Regions from separate parts of the Oryctolagus cuniculus genome. Here region 2 is linked to region 1. A link is a contact called in public Micro-C data. All regions are on one chromosome and are shown on one strand. The core of a region is the stretch at or near the end of the contact, and the rest is flanking DNA. Distances in the headings are between cores, read along the strand shown. Region 1 overlaps RNF11 (ring finger protein 11). Region 2 holds the start of RNF11 (ring finger protein 11).

Evidence for each region. A called contact is a pair of places that touch in the nucleus more often than the background predicts.
Region 2: a Micro-C map of ear pinna shows a contact between it and region 1, with 19 times the contacts expected there. The contact joins the promoter of RNF11 here to the enhancer-like site in region 1. A contact is called at or near these places in 2 of 6 Hi-C or Micro-C datasets (ear pinna and psoas muscle).

The regions. Positions count from the first base shown.
Region 1 is chr7:121,667,429-121,674,446 of mOryCun1.1, reverse strand. RNF11 (ring finger protein 11) reads left to right here. Exons shown (of 3, transcript XM_008265267.4): 2 at 3,647-3,816; 3 at 5,451-7,018. The coding sequence ends at 5,622. Among named protein-coding and RNA genes, the nearest start is that of RNF11, 45 kb to the left of the region's middle. Within about 2 kb of position 3,061, at least 2 of the 8 cell types and tissues checked have an H3K27ac peak or open chromatin away from gene starts, as enhancers often do. A contact at or near this core is called in ear pinna, where this site is marked.
Region 2 is chr7:121,711,254-121,718,271 of mOryCun1.1, reverse strand. RNF11 (ring finger protein 11) reads left to right here and starts at 2,667. Exons shown (of 3, transcript XM_008265267.4): 1 at 2,667-3,292. The coding sequence starts at 3,170. LOC138850655 (a long non-coding RNA gene) reads right to left here. Exons shown (of 3, transcript XR_011390721.1): 3 at 5,767-7,018.

The DNA.
Region 1 (7,018 bases), core at 1,812-4,311:
GGATGGCCCAAGTACTTGGGCCCTGCACCCCATGGGAGACCAGGAGAAGTACCTGGCTCCTGCCATCGGATTAGCGCGGTGCGCCGGCTGCAGCGCGCCGGCCGCAGCAGCCATTGGAGGGTGAACCAACGGCAAAGGAAGACCTTTCTCTCTGTCTCTCTCTCTCACTGTCCACTCTGCCTCTCAAAAAAAAAAAAAAAAGACACCCACTGCCTACCACATAACCAAAATTCAGACTCCCAGAAGGAAAGCAGGTGTTCAACATAACTCATATTATTTACACAGCGAGTTTAAGCACTGTGGATCAGCAGTCAGGGAAAGGTGGGAACCATCCCCCAGTACAAATATTTTTAAAAGTTGCTGCTTTTATACTCCAATCTGTTCAACTCAGTGTCTTTCTCGTACTAAATAATTGATAACAAGCATATCACACCTTTTTTAAACGGATATGATAGAAATTAAAATACGAGGCTGGCGCCACGGCTCACTAGGCTAATCCTCCGCCTAGCGGCGCCAGCACACCAGGTTCTAGTCCCAGTCGGGGCGCCGATTCTGTCCCGGTTGCCCCTCTTCCAGGCCAGCTCTCTGCTGTGGCCAGGGAGTGCAGTGGAGGATGGCCCAAGTGCTTGGGCCCTGCACCCCATGGGAGACCAGGAAAAAGCACCTGGCTCCTGGCTCCTACCATCGGATCAGCGCGGTGAACCAACGGCAAAGGAAGACCTTTCTCTCTCTCTCTCTCTCTCTCTCACTGTCCACTCTGTTTGTCAAAAAATAAAAAAAAGAAATTAAAAAAAAAGAAATTAAAATACGAAGTTAGGGGTATGTGGTAAGAAGGGTGAGGCCACATTCATCTTTAAATACCAGGATGCCTTAGTCATTTCCTTCTGTGTTTTTCTGAAAAGATGCATGTGAATCAAAATTAAATTGTCGGCCGGTGCCACAGCTCACTAGGCTAATCCTCCACCTGCGGTGCCAGATCCCGGGTTCTAGTCCCGGTTGGAGCGCTGGATTCTGTCCCGGCCGCTCTTCTTCCAGGCCAGCTCTCTGCTGTGGCCCAGGAGTGCAGTGGAGGATGGCCCAAGTGCTTGGGCCCTGCACCCGCAAGGGAGACCAGGAGGAAGCACCTGGCTCCTGGCTTCGGATCAGCGTAGTGGGCTGGCCGCAGCGGCTGTTGGAGGGTGAACCAACAGAAAAAGGAAGACCTTCCTCTCTGTCTCTCTCTCTCACTGTCTACTCTGCCTGTCAAAAAAAAAAATTGTCGAATCATTTTAATTATCTAGAAGGTACTGAGAAGGTACTAGGTACTGAGAAGGTACTAGAAGGTACTGGTTTAACACAAAACAAAACCACCAAAATGACAAATATATCCATAATGTGAATTTTATGGTGGCATAGTAATTTAAGACGTTGCTTGGGAAACTCGCATCCTATATTGGAGTTTCTGGGTTTGATTCCTGGCTCCACTTCATATCTAGCTTCCTGCTAATGTGCACCCTGTCGGGCAGCAGGTGATAGCTCAAATGTTAAGTCCCTGCCACCCACTTAGGAATCACATATGGAGTTTCTGGTTCCTGGCTTTGACGTGCCTCATCCCTGTCTGTTGCTAGCCTTTGGAGAGTGAACCAGTTAATGGGAATTCTCTCTCGTGACTCTCAATAAAATCTATTTGTTTGAAAGGGGCAGAGAGAAAGGGGAGAGGAAGAGAAAGAAACAGACAGAGATCTCCCATCCTAAAATTTCCAGATGCTAGTAGCAGCTATGACTGGGCAATGCTGAAGCCAGGAGCCAGGAACTCTGTCAAAGTATTCTCTGTGGGTGGCAGGGACCCAAGTATTGAGCCATCATCCACTGTCCCCAAGGGTTCATGTTAGCAGAAAGCTGGAACAGGGAATAGAGCCAGGACTTGAACCTAGGCACTCTGGTATGAGATGCCAGTGTCCCAAGTGGCATCTTTACTACCATGCCAAATGTCCTGCCTGTGTAGTACAACTTTGTTCTTCTTTTCTGCTTTCTGTGTTCCCTATAAACAGTGAATCATAAGACTGAAGAAATCTAACCACAAAAAAATGCATGCTTAGAAATTTTTACCTAAAATTCTCTCCTACATCACACTGCATCCCAATTCCATTTCACTAAAGTAGCTCAATTTTAAATATTGTGGTTACAAATACAGTTCTTTTGAATAACAAAAAATTTATTTATTTGAAAGGTGGAGTTACAGAAACAGAGAGACACAGAGGTCTTCCATCTGCTGGTTTACTCCCCAAATGGCCACAACAGCCAGAGCTGATCCGATCTAAAGCCAGAAGCCTGGAGCTTCTTCCCTGTCTCCCACATGGGTTCAGGGGCCCAAGGACTTGGGTCATCTTCTACTGCTTTCCCAGGCCATAGCAGAGAACTGAATTGGAAGAGGGGCAGCTGGGACTCGAACCAACACCCATATGGGATGCTGGCACTGCAGGTAGTGGCTTTACCCACTATACCACAGTGCTGGCCCCTGAACAAAAATTTTTTGTTTCTTTAAAAGCCTATTTGATTTGGGGCTTACATTGTGGCATAGCAGGGTAAGCCACTGTCTGCAACACCTGCCACTCAGTGGGAGACCCAGTAGGTATTTCTGGCTCCTGGCATCTGCATGGCCCAGCTTTGGTCATTGTGGCCATTTGGGAAGTAAATCCTCAAATGAATCTCTGTGACTGTTTCTCCCTGTCTCTCTGTAAGTCTACCTTTCAAGTAATCCCTCCCTCTCCCAAAAAAAGTTTTTTAAAGGCTGTGTTAAATTTTTAGACTAGGTAGTTTAAGAACATGATATCGGGGGCCAGCATTGCATTGAAAAGTAAAAAATTGATAGTGTTGAGGCATATGCCACAGGTGAATTCACTGAGAAAATATTCTTGAAGAAAAGTCATTTTGGGGGACTGGTGCTGTGGCACGGCAGGTCAGTGCCACGGCCTGCAATGCCAGCATCCCATATGGGTACCAGTTAGATTCCCAGCTGCTCCACCTTCAATCCAGCTCCCTGCGGAGGCAACTGGGAAAGCAGTGGAAGATGGCCTAAGTGTTTGGGCCCCTGGCTTCGGCCATGCCCAGCCCTGGCTGTTGGGGCCATTTGGGGAGTGATCCAGTGGATGAATGATCTCTCACTATATGTATCTTCTCTCTCTCTCTCTCTCTCTCTCTCCAACTCTGCCTTTCAAATAAATAAATTTGAAAAAAATTGGTAAACTGGCATAATTCCATCGCAACCTATAGAATATTAAATTAGCTTATTGAGTACAGTCTGGTTCATTAATTGCTTGACAGATCTGTTTATATTGATTTATCTGTTGGTGTATTCAGAATGAGCATATCTGGGTAAATTCTTCATGTGGAACTAGTTAAATTAACATTCCATGCAAGTTTTTAAGTGTTGCTTGTTTTTAGATCCTTTAAAAGTAGGTCACATATCTAAATGTGAATTTTTTATGTATTTTTTGTTCTAGAAGTCAATATTAAGACACAATCTGCACAGTAGACCAGCTTGCTATCTCTCCCAGGACCCCTTCTGCTTGCCATATGTAGCCTCCTACCCCCATTAAAAAGGAAAAGCATGATCTCTAGAAATTTTCTTAAAAAATAATCATTTTCTCCATTTTTAAAAATTTAGGAACAAGTTCCTGTTCCAGTCTATCATCCAACACCCAGCCAGACTCGGCTAGCAACTCAGCTGACTGAAGAGGAACAAATTAGGATAGCTCAAAGAATAGGCCTTATACAGCATCTGCCTAAAGGAGTTTATGACCCTGGAAGAGATGGATCAGAGAAAAAGATCCGGGAGTAAGTTTTTAATAAATTTATACTTTTCCTCATGTACTTTGGAAGTCAGACATGCAAGAGAATGCTTAAATGTAGCAATTAAAAGGATTTTCATATCAAAATAGCTAGAAAATGATGGCATGAGTTCTGACCATTTATACTCATGCTGCCTATCCACTGGATTACAGTTGATAATTAGTCATTCAACCATGTGAATGTGAACTGAGACCCAGTATACAGATATTCCCATAGTTTGAGACAGGTTCTGTACCCAGTAAAACAGAGTCCTAGGGCTGTGTTTCCAGAGGTGTACCTCACTCCTCTCACTAAAGCTTTATGGACAAGGCCGGCGCCGCGGCTCACTAGGCTAATCCTCCGCCTAGCGGCGCCGGCACACCGGGTTCTAGTCCCGGTCGGGGCGCCGGATTCTGTCCCGGTTGCCCCTCTTCCAGGCCAGCTCTCTGCTGTGGCCAGGGAGTGCAGTGGAGGATGGCCCAAGTGCTTGGGCCCTGCACCCCATGGGAGACCAGGATAAGTACCTGGCTCCTGGCTCCTGCCATCGGATCAGCGCGGTGCACCGGCCGCAGCGCGCTGGCCGCGGCGGCCATTGGAGGGTGAACCAACGGCAAAGGAAGACCTTTCTGTCTGTCTCTCTCTCTCACTGTCCACTCTGCCTGTTAAAAAAAAAAAAAAAAAAAAAAAAAAAAAAGCTTTATGGACAAAATACTCAGTGGAGATAGTCTTATTTAGGCAAAAAAAATTATGCAAGCTGCATTCATGTTTAGGACTTCAGTAATTTGTAGTATTGGAATTCTTCAGTAAGTTATGCAACCATTAAACTTGTTTCTTAAGGGTTTTTAGTGATAGGAGAAGTCCTGTCTATTTCTAAACTTGTGAAATTTATTAAGCCTGATAAATTGAAGATGAAATTTTACTTATGTGGAATTTTTGTTCCCAGGGCATATATTATCTATGAGGTTTCCAATGAGAACAGCTGTTCTTTTAGGTTGCAAATGGCCTCACCAAAATAGACACGTTGTGATTTACTTTGTTGTAGTTTGACTGTTTGAAGTTCACAGCACTATTTAGCACTAATACTTAACAGCATTGACACTTAAGAGTCTAAACACTGATGAAACACTGCAGAATGGGTTGCTTCTTGAGCCTGAAGAAACCGAGTTAATGAAGAGAGCTTTAATGTAGAGCAGCCCCAATAAGTAGGCTGAAATTAGTGCTTCTGTTTTTACATGTCATTATTAAAATGAGAATTATATTAGTCTGGGATTACACTAAAAACTCAGCACAAAGAACAGGGTTGATAAAATGATGATTGCCTACCTAAAGATGCTTTCAGGTATCTCCCAATGTGGAGCTGTTTTATAAGCTAGCAGTGGATTGATCCCCAGTGTGACACTTTTTTTTTTTTTTTTTCTCTGTTGATTGCTCTTAAGTCTTGCAAATTCCCAGGGAGTTGGAATAAGACAATATGTGTGAATCAGCACTCACTAGGAAAAGTTCCGTTTTGGTGATGACTGAAATGCCACTCTAATGTGTTGCTTGGATTAACACTGTCTTTGTAATGGGATTTTGAAGAAAATTCTGAGTGGGCCACTTCTCTAAAAATGCCTTCTGATTTCTCTCCCCGCCCCCAACAGGTGTGTGATCTGTATGATGGACTTTGTTTATGGGGACCCAATTCGATTCCTGCCGTGCATGCACATCTACCACCTGGACTGTATAGATGACTGGCTGATGAGATCCTTCACGTGCCCCTCCTGCATGGAGCCAGTTGATGCAGCACTGCTTTCATCCTATGAGACTAATTGAGCCAGGGTCTCTCGTCTGACTTCAAGTGAACCATCATTTTGGTGGTTTTGATCTTTTGTCACTGAGCCCAAAGAGCCAGGAATTAGGAATTAAGATCATGCACAAAAGTTTCCTAGAAATTCCTGGATGGCTGCAGATGTTGGGGGAAAGTATGTGATATTTTAGAAATTAGGGGGGAAAGTAGGATGGTATTTTTATGTAAAGCCTTGACCCAGTGTTTAAAAATATAATTGTATTTAGATCTTGTAATTGCTCCAGTACATAGGAATTGTGTAAAGTGTTACAGCAGCTGTATATGTTTAAATTGTGTGTGTTGAAGATTAGGAAAAAGATAGTGGTTATTTTTCCTAAATGAAATAACGTTCTCCCCACCCACCCACCCAACTCAAATTCTTTTCTGAAGTTGCTGGCATTTGGGTCAAGGTTTTATTAAAAGCTACATTTTATAACACTGGCACAAAAAAAAAAAGTAGTTTTAAGCTTGTTTGCACAGTTCTTTTTTTCCATTGGAAATGGAATTCATTGCCTTAGGTCTTTTTAAATAGTGTATTATTATCGTTGGGGCTGGCTCTATGCTTGAAAACCAGTTTATTTATAACCTGTTATAAGTGCTATATTCTGTTTGCAGTTAGGAAATGCAGAATTCAAAGTGGTCTCCTAGCTTGTAAGCAAACTGAGATGCACTATCCCTTTTCTATATGTATTTAAAAAAACTGAGTTAATGGTGTCAAGAAATAAATTCTAGCAAAGTGGGGTTTAATATTACCATTTCCTATGTGTTTTATCTAATTCTTTCAGTTGTTAATATGGTGATAATTGAAAGTTAAGGTAAATTTTAAATATTAAGAGTTTTGATTTATTGAATTATGCCACCAGTGCTTATGTAAAAATAAGTGTAGCACCATGGTGAAACTTAAATGAGAAGTAGTTTCTCAGCTGTAACACTTTTGATTTATTCTCTTTCCTGTGACCTCCTTCCCTGTTGTCTTGAACCATAGCAAAAGGATACTGCATCTCTCATCACTGTAGTGCTGAGGTTATTGAAGTTCTATAAAACACATCTCAGTCTTTGTTCTTGGGAAGATACTTGTTAAGTCCTGCTAGCTAGCTGACGAGACAAAGCAGGGAGAACCAAGATAAATGTGTTTCATGTTTGCACACAAATGCAGAATTTGTATAACCACCCGACTTCATGGTTGTAATCTCAAAAAAGAAGGAATTTCTTCTTTATCTTTTTCTTGCAGTTAATGTAAGAATAAATCTCTAAGCTTCTGAAGTGTTAGAGGTAGGGATGGTCTGGTAATGATGTAGTAGTAATGTTTCATTTAGCATGTGTTTGTTTTTCCTTATGTACTCAAAGGTGACTTATTTGTTCAACTCAGTGATACTACAGCTA
Region 2 (7,018 bases), core at 1,418-3,917, 44 kb before region 1:
CAAGGACTTGGACCATCTTCTATTGCTTCCCCAGGCCATAGCAGAGAGCTGAATCAGAAGTGGAGCAGCTGGGACTTGAACCGGCATCCATATGGGATGCCGGCACTTCAGGCCAGGGTGTTAACCCACTGCGCCACAGTGCTGGCTCCAAGGGAACAGGTATTTCAATGTTGTCTCTTAACTTGGGCCATAGCACTGGCCTCAGAGGAACATGCAACAGTCACTCTTTCACCAGACACAGGTGTCCGAAGCAGAGATGGTTTTATATATATATATACACACACACATATATATACACATATACACACACACACACATGCATGGGAGCAAAAATACGAAAACAGTAGAATCAGGATAAAGATCTGAATTTATTTCTGCTAATTTTCTGTTCACCTGTTCTCCATCAATAAGGAGGAAGAATCCAATCCACTACTGGGCCTCAAATATTTCTCTCATCGTCTGGAAAATGCCTATTAGTTTTAGACTCAGAAACATTATCATTTCTTTTCATATGGTACTACAGGACAATGCTATATACCTGTGGGGAAAAAGTATGAAAAATAAAATTTTTAAGAAAAAAATATATGGGGCCAGTGCAGTGGTGTTAGCAGCTAAAGCCACTGCCTGCAGTGCTGGTATCCCATATGGGTGCTGGTTCAAGTCCTGGCTGCTCCACTTCTGATCCAGCTCTCTGCTATGGCCTGGGATAGCAGTAGAAGATGGTCCAAGTCCTTGGGCCCCTGCACCTGCGTGGGAGTCCCAAAAGAGGCTGCTGGCTCCTGGCTTCAGATCGGCGCAGCTCCAGCCATTGCAGCCAACTGGGGAGTGAACATCAATGGAAGACCTCTCTCTCTCTGCCTCTCCTCTCTCTGTGTAACTCTTTCAAGTAGATAAATAAATCTTGACAGGAAGGAAGAGAGAGAGAGAGGAAAGAAAGAAAGAAAGAAAGAAAGAAAGAAAGAAAGAAAGAAAGAAAGAAAGAAAGAAAGAAAGAAAGAAAGAAAGGGAGAGAAAACATTAAAGGAGAGAAGGGGCTCAGAGGGAGCCATCTGTTTACTTCCCAACTGGACTTTGGGCTCCATAATTAGCAAACCGGTGTGATAGTTTCCCTAGTACTTAGGATAGGGTCTAGCACAAAATAAATAAATAAAATAAATCAGCAAATGGCGGATAACATAAAGAGTCCGGATCCTCTTCTCATTGAGTGAATGATGCTCAGGAGAACCACACGCATCCCTCTTGTTTCCTTCCTTGCACAGCTTGTTTGAGCTGTTCATTCACTCAAGCAAGGAGCAGGCTACGCTTCCTTAGGCAGAGCGCCGGGGCTTGCACAGAGGAGGGGCGGATGATTCAGCGTGGTCAGCTGCGACAGAGAAAAGCTCAGGGTCTAAAAGCCGAGAGGAGGTGAAACCCAGAGTGGACTCAGGAGAGGCTTTCCAGGGGAAATGGAGTTGAGTCCTGGGAGTCAAGTGGGAATAATGATTAGCCCGGTGAGAGGCAGAAGGTCAGAAGCGGGGAGAAGTAGGTTTTTGCCAGAGAAACAATATGGGCAAAACCCCCAGCTAGAGGCAACAGTCCCTGAGGTATCCAGAAGTACTTGTGGGGACCAGCGCCATGATGTAGAAGGTTAAGCCTCTGCCTTCAGTGTCGGCATCCCATATGGGTGCCGCTTAGAGTCTGGGTTGCTGTGATCCAGCTCCCTGCTAACGCTCCTGGGCAGGCAGCAGAAGATGCCCCCAAGTCCTTGGGTCCCTGTACCCACGTGGGAGACCTGGAAAAAGCTCCTGGCTCCTGGCTTTGGCCTGGCCCAGCCCAGGCTGTTGTGGCCATCTGGGGAGTGAATCAGCAGATGGAAGATCTCTCTCTCTCTCTCTCTGCCTCTCTCTCTCTCTCTCTAACTATGCCTTTCAAATAGATAAAATTTTTAAAGTACTTTGGAAAGCTTGGAATTTACAGTTTCTGAAGGATGGGACTATGCTTGGAGAGGCAGTCGGATTTGAAAGTTATTTATTTAAAGATTGCTTTAAGGACAATATTAGGAACCCTTTGGAGGTTTTAAACAGGAGAACGACTTCACTCTATTTACATTTAAAAAAGATAAGTCTGTCAACTGTGCAAATAATGGATTGGATGGGGGGGGGCAATAATGAATACAAGAACAGCTGAGTCTATTGCAGGAGCCTGGGCAAGAGATGACCATGGTGGTTGGGAATGTAAGGAAATGGAACACTCTGGGAAAAGAAATGGGAGAAGGAGCTCCCTGGCTGTGATGCAGGACAGGAAAGTGATTGAGATCGGGAGGGTTCATTACTGAGATTGGACTTTATTCCGAAGGGAAAAGTGGGAAGCCCTTTAACATTTTAACAACGGTACGATGATCCATCCACTCAGATATGGGTATATAAATAGATCCCTTAGCAGAGGGTGGTGAGAACACTGTCAGAAGAGTGTACAGGTAAGAGCTGCGACGTCGACGGCGCGGGAGCCGTGTCCGCAGGGAAGCGCGGGAAACCAGAGGCTTCCGAGCGAGCCGGGCGAGGAGCCAAACTGTCAGGGACAGAAGCAGAAACTGACGCAGCCCCAGGAACAGCTGCTAGAGGAGGGCGGGGCCAGCCGCGCCGCGAGAGCCGCCTTCGCCTCCTGGCGCCGGGGGCGGGCCCAGGGCACGCACGGCGGGATGACGCAGGGCCCCAGCCGGCCTCGTTCTGGCCGCCGCCGCCGCGCTGAGGCGGACTAGGATGAGGCCCGCGGCCGCGGCGCGGTTGCCGGCGGGGGCAGCAGCAGCAGCTGAGGCAGCAGCTGAGGCAGCCGCGACGGCCGCGCCCCCCGCTCCTGACCTGGATTAAGCCCAGCAGCCCCGTGGCCGCCGCCGCCCCGCGGGGGGGCGGGGTGGGGAAGTGCTTCGTCTCCCCGCCCCCCCCGCGTCGCGGCTTCGCCGGAGGCAACCGTCTCGACCCCAGCCGAGCCCGCGGCCCAGCCCTGAGCCCCCACCCCCGGGGGCTGGCATGAGCTGCCCCTCGGCGGCGCCGGGGGGCGGGGGAGCCGCCGCCGCCTGAGCTCCGGCCCGTCGCTCGACCCCACCTCGCCGACCGAGGCTGACCGCGGAGCGTGCGAACGACCCCGCCACTGCTTTCTTCCTACCCCAGCTCGCACACACCCGCCCCGGAAGATGGGGAACTGCCTCAAGTCCCCCACCTCGGATGACATCTCTCTGCTTCACGAGTCTCAGTCCGACCGCGCTAGCTTTGGCGAGGGGACGGAGCCGGATCAGGAGCCGCCGCCGCCATATCAGGTAGGGGAGGGTGTGTGTTGGGGAGGAGGGGTGCGAGTACTTGCAGCTCGGGCAGAGATGGAGGGGCTTCTCCGCCGTCTCTGCCCCCGGCCCCGCGGAGGCCTGCCCAGGGGGCGTTGACCCCCGTAGGGCTGGCTGAGGGCTTCTCCCAGTCCGAGAATAGAGGTGCTCCTTCCCCTTCCCTCGGGCGCGCCGTGCAGGGTACTCCCTGCCCTTGAGTTGTGGGATGAGGGGTATGGGATCGTAGCCCCTTGGCCAGTGTCTGGTGGTTCGCTTGTGAAGTTTGGGAGTGACATTATTTTCCTGCCTTTATGCCTACATCGTATGATTTTTCTCATCGCACCGCCAGCTGGATTATGGGTCGGGGAGAAGTGGCTGCCCCCACCCACTCCATTTATATTTTCATGTGATCCCCCCCCCCCCCCGTCTTTGTTAATTGGATCTGGTAGGTGTTCATTTCTTAAGAGCCGGCTCTCCAAGTGGCAGTTTTAGCCCCAGCGACTATTATAAATTTGTTTATACACACACACATTTTTACCCCCTCCGCCTTTGCTCCACCCTTATGACATACCTTTTAAATGTGCTGACTTAATAAAACTTGATTATCTTGAACTTTGAAAACCTTGAAACCTGACTTGGGAATTGCCTTGCGTTACATATGGTCCTCCTTATATCAAAGACTCCTAAATAGGCTTCATTGCTTTTTGTACAACCATTAGTCTCAGTTGTGTTACAGAATTAGTGAGAAGGTTAGGAGCTCTGGAAAACTCAATAGATACACACATGTTATAATTCATAATACATACAAAAACTTTTCCTCTGTTTTCCTAGGTTTAAATGATACTGAGTAAAAACTTTTTTTTCCAGAAAGGTTTGAATGGTAGTCCTTAATGTTTTTTCCTGAAGGGAGTTTAGCTTTCTAATTGGGCAGTCGCCTTTGTTGTTTCATGTGATGACATCATTATCTAGTGTTTTCTTTTGTCTTACCTGTGTAAACCAGTGTCTCATCACACCAGAAAAACCTGATCACATACATATGCTAATTTTCTGACTAAAACCCTGTGGGGGCCTTTCATGGATACTAACGAAGTCCAGTCTTCCTTGTGGCAAAGTCCAGTCTTCCTTGTGGCATACAGAAAACCTCATGACACCTCTTACATTCTGTATTCCAGACTGTCAAATACTGGCTGTTCACACCTCTGCCTTTGCTCCAGTTGCTCTCTTCTTGGAGCCCTTCCCCCAAGGTCGGCCAGGTGGACATCTAATCCACTTTAAGGACTCAGCTGTCAGATCTGAAGTTGTGCAGTTCCTCTCTTTCCTCCCCATCCCTCATCTGCATCCAAGGGAATGAACCAAGAGCTATAAACACTTTAGTGTGACATCTTTGTGTAGGTGGATGTATATCTCACCCTGAGGTGTTCCCTCCTCCCTAAATTTACATTGCATGAAGGTAGGGACTATGCGATTCCAGTTTGCTGTTATATCCATTTACACACTTGGTATCTCTTAGGGTGTGTAAATTGTCACAGGGGTGGTAGTCTCTTTAAATCCAAGCTGAATCTGAATGTTGGTCCAAGTATCTTTGAAGCAAGTAAACAGTTTATATTTCATTCTTTGTCCCCTGCCCCCATATAGACTATGCAACAAATCTGCTTATTTTAGTTTCATGAACAATTTTTAGGCAAATTTTTTATTTCAAAATCTGCTGTGCTCCCTAATCCCTTTCCAAGCAAACTGAATTATTTTTGACTTGTTGCTATCTTTCTCCTATCCTGATGATAATTGTAGTGTTAAATAACTTTAGAATTTATGGGAAGTATATTTGCCCTTTCCAAAAGGACTAGATGGTAATGAGAGCTTTTTGGTATCATGAGCGTTTTTTTGGAAATGTGTTATTTTTGACAGTGGATGTTTTTGTGGTTGCCCTTTCCTGAAGTGAATGACCCATATACTGATGTAAATTTAGTATCATTTGGAAGAAAATAATTACTTTAAAAGATGGAAACAAAAAACTTAAAATTGTCCACCTAAAGAAAGATTTTTTGGAACAGTTAATTTAAGTGATCTCAAAAAACATCAATCCAAGGTAAATGATTTATAATATTTTCATTTGATAAAAGTGACTTTTTTCAAGAGACAGTATGTAATTAAGGACTGTGGTAACATTGGCTCATTGCTTCAGACTCAGATACAATGGGATTTTGAAAAAGGAATAGCTGATTACACAGGTAATAGAACATGTGAGGTTGTTTTTGTGTTTATGTTGTACAGTATACATACATGCCAAGAGCCTCTGTAAAGTAGGTTCTAGTTGTTTTTTTTTTTTTTGTTTTTTTTTTTTTTTTTTTTTTTTTGACAGGCAGAGTGGACAGTGAGACAGAGAGAAAGGTCTTCCTTTTGCCGTTGGTTCACCCTCCAATGGCCGCCACGGCTGGCGCGCTGCAGCCGGCGCGCTGCGCTGATCCGATGGCAGGAGCCAGGTACTTCTCCTGGTCTCCCATGGGGTGCAGTGCCCAAGGACTTGGGCCATCCTCCACTGCACTCCCTGGCCACAGCAGAGAGCTGGCCTGGAAGAGGGGCAACCGGGACAGAATCCGGCGCCCCGACCGGGACTAGAACCGGTGTGCCGGCGCCGCAAGGTGGAGGATTAGCCTAGTGAGCCGCGGCGCTGACCGGTTCTAGTTGTTTCCTACTAACAAAATCTGACAGATTTGTTTATATATTTGTTTAAAAGTTAGCCCTGTACAATTCTGACCAAAGTTAATAGCAAGTGTACATGTCTCTCCTGGGTTTCTTTTTTCTTTTCTTTATTTGAAAGGCAGAGTTACAAAGAGGCAGAGGCAGAGAGACAGAGAAGTGTTCTATCTACTGGTTCACTCTCCAGATGGCCTGGATGGCTGGAGCTGGGCCATTCTGAAGCCAAGAGCCAGGAGCTTCTTCCAGGTTTCCTACATGGGACTTGGACCATCCTTGCTGGTTTCTCTGGAGCATTAGCAGGGAGCTGGATTGGAAGTGGAGCAGCCAGGGCACTGGTGCTGCCAGCTTAACCTGCTACACCACAGTGCCAACCCTGCTCCTGGGTGTCTTTAATAAGTCTCCTAACTGGTCCCCCTGCTTTTACCCTTGCTCTCCCTATAGCCTCTCTGCAACATGGCAGCCATAGTGATTCAGGTAAAACAGATTATGACACACTGCTCAGCCCTCTGTGGATCTCTATTTCATTCTAAGTAAAAAGCAAATTCCTTGCAGTCTCCCATAAACCCTACATAATCTTTTTTTTAAAGATTTATTTTTATTTTTTTATTTATTTAAGAGGTAGATTTACAGACAGTGAGAGGGAGAGACAGAGAGAAAGATCTTCCATCTGCTGGTTAACTCCCCAAATGGCTGCAACAGCCTGAGCTGAGCCCATCCAAAGCCAGGAGCTTCTTCCAGGTCTCCCAAGTTGGTGAGGGGCCCAACTGCTTGGGCCATCTTCTACTGCTTTCCCAGGCCATAGCAGAGAGCTGGGTCCGAAGAGGAGCAGCCAGGACTAGAACCAGTACCCATATGGGATGTGGGCCCCTACATAATCCTTACCCCCTGTCTCCACACACACCTCTTGTGACACCTTGTATTTGTACTTTTCTACCCCTTGCTGGCTCCTTCTAGTCTCACTGGCCCCTTAGCTGTTCCTAGGATAATCCAAGATCTTTGCCCTGTTCATTCCTTTGCCTGGAATACTCC